Linked DNA regions of Mus musculus: region 2 is linked to region 1. A link is a contact called in public Hi-C data. All regions are on one chromosome and are shown on one strand. Each heading gives the region's core, a stretch centred on a gene start, on an enhancer-like site or on the middle of the called end of the contact. The rest is flanking DNA. Distances are from core to core; before and after follow the strand shown. Region 1 overlaps Plekhs1 (pleckstrin homology domain containing, family S member 1). Region 2 has its middle 34 kb from the start of Gm32718.

Region 1 (4,308 bases), core at 758-3,257:
GACCTCCACATGTGCTTTAAGGCATATGTGTATCTCTCTCTCTCTCTCTCTCTCTCTCTCTCTCTCTCTCTGTCTCTCGCTCTCGCTCACACACACACACACACACACACACACCATTCACATATATAAATACACATGCACCCTCATACAACAGTTAACACAGTGAACTGGTGGTAATTGTTCCACTAAAAGCAGGTTAGCTAGACGCAGTATTTAAGAGGCCGCTCCACTTACCAGGTTCTCAATGATCTCATTGACACGTAATTGCTCTCCGCTCTCTTGAAACCTTGGTCCGGACTATTGGATTCGATGGAGTCACCAGAATCATTGGGTCCAGCAATATTCTCTAACTAAAGACAAGAGGAACAAATGTAAGGATTCAGATCTGCCACTGACCAGGCACCTCCTCACCTTGCCTCACGCCTCTCTGCATCTGGAATAACGCATTTTCCCTCGCAGGGAAAGTGCTTCTTCAGAGAATATTAACCTCGCCCTACTACACACCCGATGGCTTGGTTGTCCCAGAGAAGTATTTTTGGTGAAAGAAGTGTTCTATGCTTAAGAAACATTGGTCAACATCTCTGTGACCCACTTGGCTGCTTTAATCTCTGCCCTCCTGCCCTACCTTCCTCCCACATCCTCTATTTGTGTGTACTACAGATCACTGCTTCGTGGCCATTGTGTCTAAAAGTCAACTCATGGCTCACCACTTCCCTGCTTAGAAGACCTTTGCTCCATGCTGCCCTCAGCATAGAGTCAATTTAGAATTCACTGCCTGTCACGGGCTGGCTCTTTTGTTCTGTTAATTGTCTACTCTGCCATTCACACACTCTGAACTGTAGCCTACCTAAGCAATTGACCAGACAAGGATGTCTGTGGTCTCTGAAGCCTGCATTGAGTCAAAAGGAGCGAACAGTCTTCCCTGTGTCCCAATGCCTACCCTCTTTGGTAACTGAGGCTGTGGGCTCTGAAAGCAAGAGGGCAATGAGGCTCATCATTGTGGCCACCAGGCTGAGCATAGTGTGGGTCCAGCACTCAGAAGGACGTCTAGCTATCAACAGGCTGTCTCATATACACCCACACTGATTACCCAGGGACTTTCATTCTTTTCCTTTCAGTCCAGAAAAATAGAAAGACTACTAAGTCCCAGATTTAATCTGCCAAGTAGTTAAATGTTATCTCCTTTATAGAACCTTCTCTGATCTTCTGCCTGGAAACCAGTTCCCTCTTCCCACCACTGCCACAACCCAAACATCATATAAGCATATGTCTTGTGCGATGGTTGGCTCCTACTCCTGTGCCAGCATGGTGAGCCAGCCACCCGCCTCTGCCAACTTTACCTTTGTGCCTCCTAATCTCAGCCTGTTGGCTCTGGCAGCAGCGTGTGACAGAGGCTGGGCACATATGTTGAAGGAATGAATGCTTAGTGGGGCAGGGTGGAGCAGGGCGGGGTGGGCAGGGCAGGGCAGGGAGTGGGGACTTACTTCTAAACAGGCTTCTAAACTTCGAGGAGTGAGATAGTACTCTTCTTCTGTATCTTGGGTGGGTTCTGAGTGGAAATCATGATCCTGATGAAGATGAGCTTGCCTGAATCTTTGGAGGCTTTTTTGTATTAAATGCTGAATAAGGAAGATACAGAAGAAACTAATGAGTTCCTCCCTCCCTCCTCCCCTTCTTTTCAATAGAATTGAACCAATACTTTCTAGAAAAAAAAAAGTATAATAGATCAATTGGGTTGACAAGATCAGAGGCTGTTTGAGTGTGACAGGCAGAAACCCACATGACTTGAACTTGCTCTTCAGTTTGGGTCCCTCTAATGTGGGAACACATATGCCTAGCTAATATTTGGAATTTTTTCTCTACTGTGAAGAATTACAACTCTGAACAAGAAGTTTTCTACTGTGGGTGGAGTGCAAGTCACAGAGCTTTGTCATGGTGTCCCTACCCCCATCTCTTCCCAGTCCTCTCTCAACAGCCTCTGAGGAAGTAATTAGCCCAGAGTCACTGAACCTCCTTCTGGCTCAGGATCCCTCTTTTGTGTTTTGTTCACAGCTTGTCTGTTTCTACAGCAGTGTAATTAGGTAGTGTTGGCTACGTGACAGTCAGAATTATACGCTTCCAGGTGATGTAGATGCAAGCAATTAATTATTGCCTTCCCTCCCCTAACAGACACCAGATTGCCTACTGATGGAGCTGCCCTGCATGGCATAGGAATTGTTATGAGTGTGACTTAATTTCCCAAGAACAATGCCTGATGGCTGGGGACTTTCATAAGACCTCCCAAATGTTTGCTGGGAATTTTATGGAACTTAGCATTCTCTCTCTCTGTGTGTGTGTGTGTGAGAGAGAGAGAGAGAGAGAGAGAGAGAGAGAGAGAGAGAGAGAGAGACGGAGACATAGAGAACCCTGAGTTGTGATGGTTCAACTTTCAGGTTTTTATGGTCTTTTTGTTTTTTTCTCTCATAAGGGAGTGCAAAAGCAAGATGCATTCACTAGAAACTGTATTTCAGACTTTGAATGTTAGCCTTTGTGTGGGCTACCAATATGGGTATCACAACTTTCTTGTAAACCTGGTGGCAACAGTGAGCTTCAGCTCCTTGATAACTCTGCAATCATGGGGGAAACTGGGGACTCTGCAGTGTGCTGTGTTGCTAGGCTGTGGTGTTCCATAAGGCAGGTGTGTTAAATGCACTTTCAGCTTGTAGTGGTTTGAATATGCTTGGCCCATGGGAAGTGCCACTATTAGGAGGTGTGACCTTATTGAAGGAGAGGTAGCCTTTTTTAGAGGAAGTGTGTCACTGTGGAGTGAGGAGATATATATATGCTCAAGTCTGGGCAGTGTAGTCCACAGCCTCCTCCTGGCTGCCCATAGAAACCAGTCCCCTTCTGCTGCCTGGATCAAGATGTAGAACTGTCTTGCACCATGTCTGCCTGCATGCCATGTCTGAGAGGAAGGCTGAGTTCATCCTGGTTGCCCTATGCCTCGCTTGCTTGCCTGTCTGTGACTTGATGAGACAGCAAGAAGCCCTTTGCCAGCCGAGTCTCCTTGGTCTTGAACCTTACAGCCTTCAGAGCTGTGGAACTGACGTTGCTGCTGTTAGGACCACGCCCCTTCACGTACAATAGTCTATTGCAGTTGCCGAAGACGGCCTATCGAAGCAGATTACGCTGAGGTACCAACATCAATAACAAAACCCAGCAAGACAACCGGTGACTTTAACTTGAGATGGTTAAAAAAACTATTACTTGATCTCAATAAATAAGGGAAAACCGAAAAGCCACCCATAAGGCGTCCGTGGGGGGGGGAAAGGGGTCTGCCATGAACTGGAGCGAGAGGCACTTGCTCAAGGCCAATCTGTCTGTCTGCCCTGGTCCCTATCACTGCTTTTGCTCACTGAATAACAGAGATGAAGTGTCGGGCCTGGGGGTGTTGATAAACTAAAAAAAAAAAAAAAAGGCATTTGAAATGTTGGAGAGCTTGATAAAATGGGAGGCCTTGCTTCATTGCATGTGCTCGGTAGCCACAGAGGGAAGGATGCCAATAGTGGTGTCTCTAAGGGATGACATGATAGATGTGCAGGGGGATGTACCACCCAGCCTATTTAGTGATCATTCCCAAAGCTAGAAAGACAGCGAATCCCTAGAGGAGAGCGCACAGCCCTATGGCTTTGCAGAAGCGGACACGCCCCTTCCAAGAGCGGACACGCCCCTTCCGGCCACAGGCAGGACATTCTATTTCCTCAGACAGATTGTGCCAGGACGAAAGGGACGCTATACAGAGAGCGGGAAGCCAGACTAACTGGATGAGTGAAGGGAAGCAGGAGGAAGCCCCTCAGTGCCTGAGGGTGTGGACAGGGCGACAGGAGATCAGGGGGCACGAGGGACCTTTGAGCCCTGCGTGTGGAAGGAGGGGAAGGGCTGCTGGCTAAGCTAAGTGAAGGAACCCCAGTCTAGAGCATCCAAACTGGGTGAGATCTAGAGTCAGCTAGGTGAGTGCTAAAGCCTACCTGAAGAATAGGAAATGGGCAAATATTAAGGAATCATTCTGTGTGTGTGTCGATGTGTGTGTGTGTGTGTGTGTGTGTGTGTGTGCGTGCGCGCGCGCGCGCACGTGCGCGTGCGTGAGGTTGGAGAACACCCTCAGTTGTTGTTCCTCAGAAGTTCCTGCCATTGGTTCCTCTGCCCCACTGGCCTGGAACTCACCACGTAGGTTAGGCTGACTGACCGGTGAACCCAAGGATACACCTGTCTCTGCTTCCTCAGCACTAAAGTTAGTGAGTGGCGCCACATGAGTCCCTGGGGAACCAG
Region 2 (4,579 bases), core at 1,995-4,494, 300 kb before region 1:
TTGTGGAGGCGATACACTGTCCCCTTGTGGAGGCGATACACTGTCCCCTTGTGGAGGTGATACACTGTCCCCTTGAGGAGGCGATACACTGTCCCCTTGTGGAGGTGATACACTGTCCCCTTGTGGAGGTGATACACTGTCCCCTTGTGGAGGCGATACACTGTCCCCTTGAGGAGGCGATACACTGTCCCCTTGTGGAGGTGATACACTGTCCCCTTGTGAAGGTGAAACACTGTCCCCTTGTGGAGGTGATACACTGTCCCCTTGTGGAGGTGATACACTGTCCCATTTCTAGCTCTGCACTCAACATTTATTCTCAACGTTTTGACCAGTTTTGAGTCTCTGCATTGACTGCTGCCCACTGCAAAAAGAAGCTTCTCTGACCAAAGTAGAGAGCAGCACCGCTCTATGGGTATAGCCATAAATATTTAGAAGACAGTTTGACAGCATATTCACTTAGTAAAGCAGTATAGTGGGGTCCCATGATATGGCTTATGACCACCCCAACCATGACACATGCTTGGAATGACAGGTCCTTGCACTGTGCAGCCAGTTTACATGGCTTCTGATGATCCAACTGCAGGTCCTCATACTTTCAAGGCAAACATTTCTGCCTACCTTCACCCCAGCCCTATTTTAAATTTTTGTTCTTTTGTACTGCTGAGGGTCAAACCCAGGGCCTTAGACATACTCGTGCTCTGCCACTGAGAAGCAGCCCCAGCCCACGGCTGGACTTGTGATCACCTGAAAAATTAGACAAGTTAGTTAAAATTGCACCAGAGGAATATGAACAAAGCAGTGGCCAAATGGCTAAGAATGTATATATTAGCATCTGCCTGAGCATAAGTCTCGCTTCTGTCACCGGTTTGACCTTGTGTCATTCTCCTTGTGTGCAGAAGCTGTCGATAGGAGATACACTCCAAGGAGTTATCTGAGGATCTTTACCGTGGCATCTGGATGCAGTGAGAGCATCTTGTAGTGTTGAATAAACGTTTGCTGTTGTCAACACAGACTTCAGAGCACCAGAGTTAGAACAGGGCTCTCAGAGGCCTGAGGGCAGCACAAGGCTTCAGGCAGGACAGAAGGCTGTAGTCAGGAGAACAGCATGATGAACTTGAAGTCTTTGCTACCTCCTCAAACAATTCAGAGAGCAAGACATAGAGAAGACACAGCATGGAGTCCTGTTTCCAGGGATAGAGACCGCAAGGACGCTTTTTACATCTGTGGATGGCTTCTGTACTAGGAAGCACACTCGTAGGAGGAAACAAGTTGTCGCGTGTCACAGATTACCAGGCTGCATCCCCATGGTGAAGTGGCTGGCCGGCATCATGGCACAGATTCAAAGTCAGTTCTGCGGAGTGGGCCTTTTTCTCTGATGGACCTCTTGAGATGGATTTTTCATTAATGTGCAAATGCACACAGTTGCCATTGAGTGTGTTTGGAGGCCAAAAGACCACTTGTGGGAGTAGATAGATAGATACATTCCTTCTGCCAAATGGCTCTTAAGGCTCCAACTTGGTGAGAAACACCCTCACTTCCTGAACCGTCTCACTGACCCTTAAGATGGCTGATTTAAAAAACTCAGTTTGAACGAAAGAAATAAAAACTCCCGTCGGAGTGTGGGAGCGCCAAGAAGTTCATCTGAGAGGGAAGTGTAGGCTGGTGCCACTAGATGGCAGAGGAATGTTACCAAACAACCAGCTGTCACCACCCTGCCCTGGGAGTGTCCCTCTCCAGGCTTATCAACCTGGCTGTCGTCTTCAGGATCCTCAGGTATCTGAAATGTGAGCTGTACTTCTTGCCTTCCAGCGTCAGGTGACAGACAGCCTTAGAGCAGTCTCAGTGGCAGGCACTAGCCCAACACAGTGTGTTAGAGTGTGGCTTCACTCTCGCCCAAACTCTAACCCAGAAAACATCAAGAGCGTCTTTGAAAAGTTTACTTCCTACTCTCAAGGGTAGACATTTGGAAGAAAGGACAACGTGCTTACGGGCGCTTTGCCTGAACCACTGTGACATCATCTTTCTGCCTCACCCTGGCCAGACCTAGGTCTCAACCTTCCGACTCCATCAAGCGACTCTGCTGCTCTCTCGGTCTGTAATTTCTTAAGCTCAGAAATCGTTCTTTTGGGACATTAAACAGAGTTGCTGGCACTCTGAAATCTGAGAAGCTGGTCTTGAATCTGAATGGTGTTACTAAAGGCTCTACTTTCTGTTGTTTGGAAGATAAGGCTGTGAGCCTAGCTGGAAGGGTTTTTGTTTTAAACATCTAAACTCTAGAGTAGCTCTCTCCTGTCCAGGAAGAGTTCAGGGTGGGAATGATCAAGCAGTCTGTAAACAGCTGTTTTAATGTGACAGCAGAACCAGCCAGGAGAGCAAGGTGTGGTCTGCGGAGGATTCATAAACTTTAAGGCAGTGTGAAGGAACACAGCAAGGAGGCTTCTCACGCCATGCCTGAGAACTGTCCTGTCTGGGCAGGCGCTACATTCTCACCCCCTAACAAGAACGTTTTCCAACCACCCAGCCTCTCTGTGAATGAGAGTCACCTCACTGAAGGGAGCTTTCTTGCAAAAGACCAAGAAGTATCTTGGTTTGGTAGGGGGAAATGGGAAGCAAACCCAACTTTGTCTGCAGTGGATAGCTTCCTATTAAGCCAACAGGATCGTGGTTGTTCCATTTCAAAGAAATTCTACCTCCCCTCTAGTGGGGAGTTGGGCGCCCCTCCTCTGGCTTCCTCGAAAGGGCCGCTGGAGCAGCTGGTGGATCAAAGGACACCAGGGAGGGAGCATAGAGCGGCCAAGGGCGGCTCCGGGGCTGCGCTGAGCTCAAAGGCGGGGAGGAGCCGCACCCTCACTGCGGAGCTTCTCATCCCTTTGTCCTGGTATCTCCGTGGGGCTTTGAAAGGTGCCATCCAAGTGGCAAGCTGGGAACAGGTCCCCTTTGGAGCCTGCAGCCAGCCACTTCTTTCTGTCAGCGGCCCACCACACCCTCTCCCCCGCCCCCGCCTTTGATTCCCGCGGAGTGGCCCACTGCTCAGCCCTCCTTTTTTCCTTCAGGATGCTACACTTCACCTGGCTTTGAGGACTTTCCCGGGAGCAGATCTCTTCGTGGGCGACTGCTGGCCTCCCAGCGCCTCCCTTCTGCACCCGTGAGGTCCCTAAGATCCGCTGAGCCAGAGGGAAAGCAGCTCTGGGTTGCTCCCTCTCTTCCAGATGCGTTTCTGACTTGGAATCTGGGGGACTCTTCCTCCGGAAGCTATTTCCATCCGTGTATAGCTGGAAACATTGCTGGAGCTTTGATGATAAGTTTGGTGGGATGGGGTTCAAAAGGCATCACACTCAATGGTAGGGAGATTTCTGAGCACAGTTGTCGAGGCCCTTGGTTCCAACACCAACACTGCCATCACCTCCCTAAGAGGTAACTAGAGACTTGCAGCAAGTGGAAACACGCGCTCGGCTGTGTGGCACTGGCAGTCAGAGCAGTTGTTCTGTGGGAATCGTGAAGATGGGCAGTTGCCTCCCATTCCTGCACCTCGCTGTGATGCTTGATGACGATCCTAAGTGTGACATTGCACGAGTCACTATAAGGGGGGGGGGGGGGCGGTGGCTGCTCCTGGCACCCCCAATAGGCCATGTCTAAGATTCCCACAACTCCAGAGTTACCGTGCCATAGCCCAGGCAAGGATCCAACTCCACCACTTGGCATGGAGATCACAGATTGGGAATTGGCTTTTATTGGTATATTGGCACCACTGCCAAGTGTATGTGTTTGTTGATATGGATCTAATGACCTTCCTGAGAGCTACAAAGATGTTAATAAGAAAATGGCAACCCAGACTTCTCATGAATCCAACCCATTATCTAAATTAATGAGCAAGAACACGAGTTCTCAGAACCCTTAGCTTTTGGCCCTCGAGCCAGGCAGGATGCAATGTCATTATGTCCGGTAGACCTTAGGCAGCGCCTGGCTCCAGAACCAAAAGTGAGTGTGTTGCTGCGTCTGTGAGTATGGACTATGTCACTGTCACTTTCAACAGTTACTATCTTAGCCAGATAGTGAGATGTCCGCCTGCTGGGAAAGTCAGCCTGCATTCCCTGCCCCAACCCACTTTCAGGAGGGACAAATGTAGCTAGAGCCCTGTAGGCAGAGGGAGTGACAGGGCCCATGTAGAGGAGACTCCTTAGCCACCCATTCTGGGGCCACTTCTGTGACAGAGGAAGTCTTGTTCCTTGTGGTTTGAGGACATTCCTTCCGGGGTTAAGCCCAGTTTGGAGCCTGTGAGCCTCCAACCCCAAGGCAAGGAGGAAAGAGAGAAACGGGTTCCCCATGTAAAACCCTGCTCACACCCGAGTTTCAGTTCCATGTCCCAAGGCAAAGCAAAAGACCACAGACTGAAGTCACCAGGAGGCAGCCGACAGATCAACAGCTGCCTAGGGAGGGTGCTGGGCCTCAGTGTGCTGGCCAGAGGTCTGTTCTCACGGGCCTTGGTTCCGATGACGATGGCAGGTTCTTTGTTTGTTTCCTAAGAATCCTTGTCATTCTCTGTCTGGTGCTGAGACACTGGGTCCTGGACAAACCAGGA

Evidence for each region. Hi-C and Micro-C count contacts between places; a contact is called where the count stands out from the background.
Region 2: a Hi-C map of the N1E-115 cell line shows a contact between it and region 1, with 2.8 times the contacts expected there. The contact joins two enhancer-like sites. A contact is called at or near these places in 10 of 39 promoter capture datasets (the C10 cell line, the HPC-7 cell line, cranial neural crest and 6 more), 1 of 15 datasets of contacts at CTCF or cohesin (the NIH/3T3 cell line), 2 of 484 Hi-C or Micro-C datasets (the HL-1 cell line and the N1E-115 cell line), 5 of 115 datasets of contacts at active chromatin or transcription factors (craniofacial prominence, embryonic basal ganglia, embryonic forebrain and 2 more) and 5 of 9 other capture datasets (adipose tissue, embryonic stem cells, liver and 2 more).

The regions. Positions count from the first base shown.
Region 1 is chr19:56,474,465-56,478,772 of GRCm38.p6, reverse strand. Plekhs1 (pleckstrin homology domain containing, family S member 1) reads right to left here. Exons shown (of 13, transcript NM_001164263.1): 8 at 1,485-1,619; 9 at 235-350. Among named protein-coding and RNA genes, the nearest start is that of Plekhs1, 15 kb to the right of the region's middle. Within about 2 kb of position 2,007, at least 50 of the 459 cell types and tissues checked have an H3K27ac peak or open chromatin away from gene starts, as enhancers often do. A contact at or near this core is called in the N1E-115 cell line, where this site is marked.
Region 2 is chr19:56,774,311-56,778,889 of GRCm38.p6, reverse strand. No RefSeq gene overlaps it. Among named protein-coding and RNA genes, the nearest start is that of Gm32718, 34 kb to the right of the region's middle. Within about 2 kb of position 3,244, at least 64 of the 459 cell types and tissues checked have an H3K27ac peak or open chromatin away from gene starts, as enhancers often do. A contact at or near this core is called in the N1E-115 cell line, where this site is marked.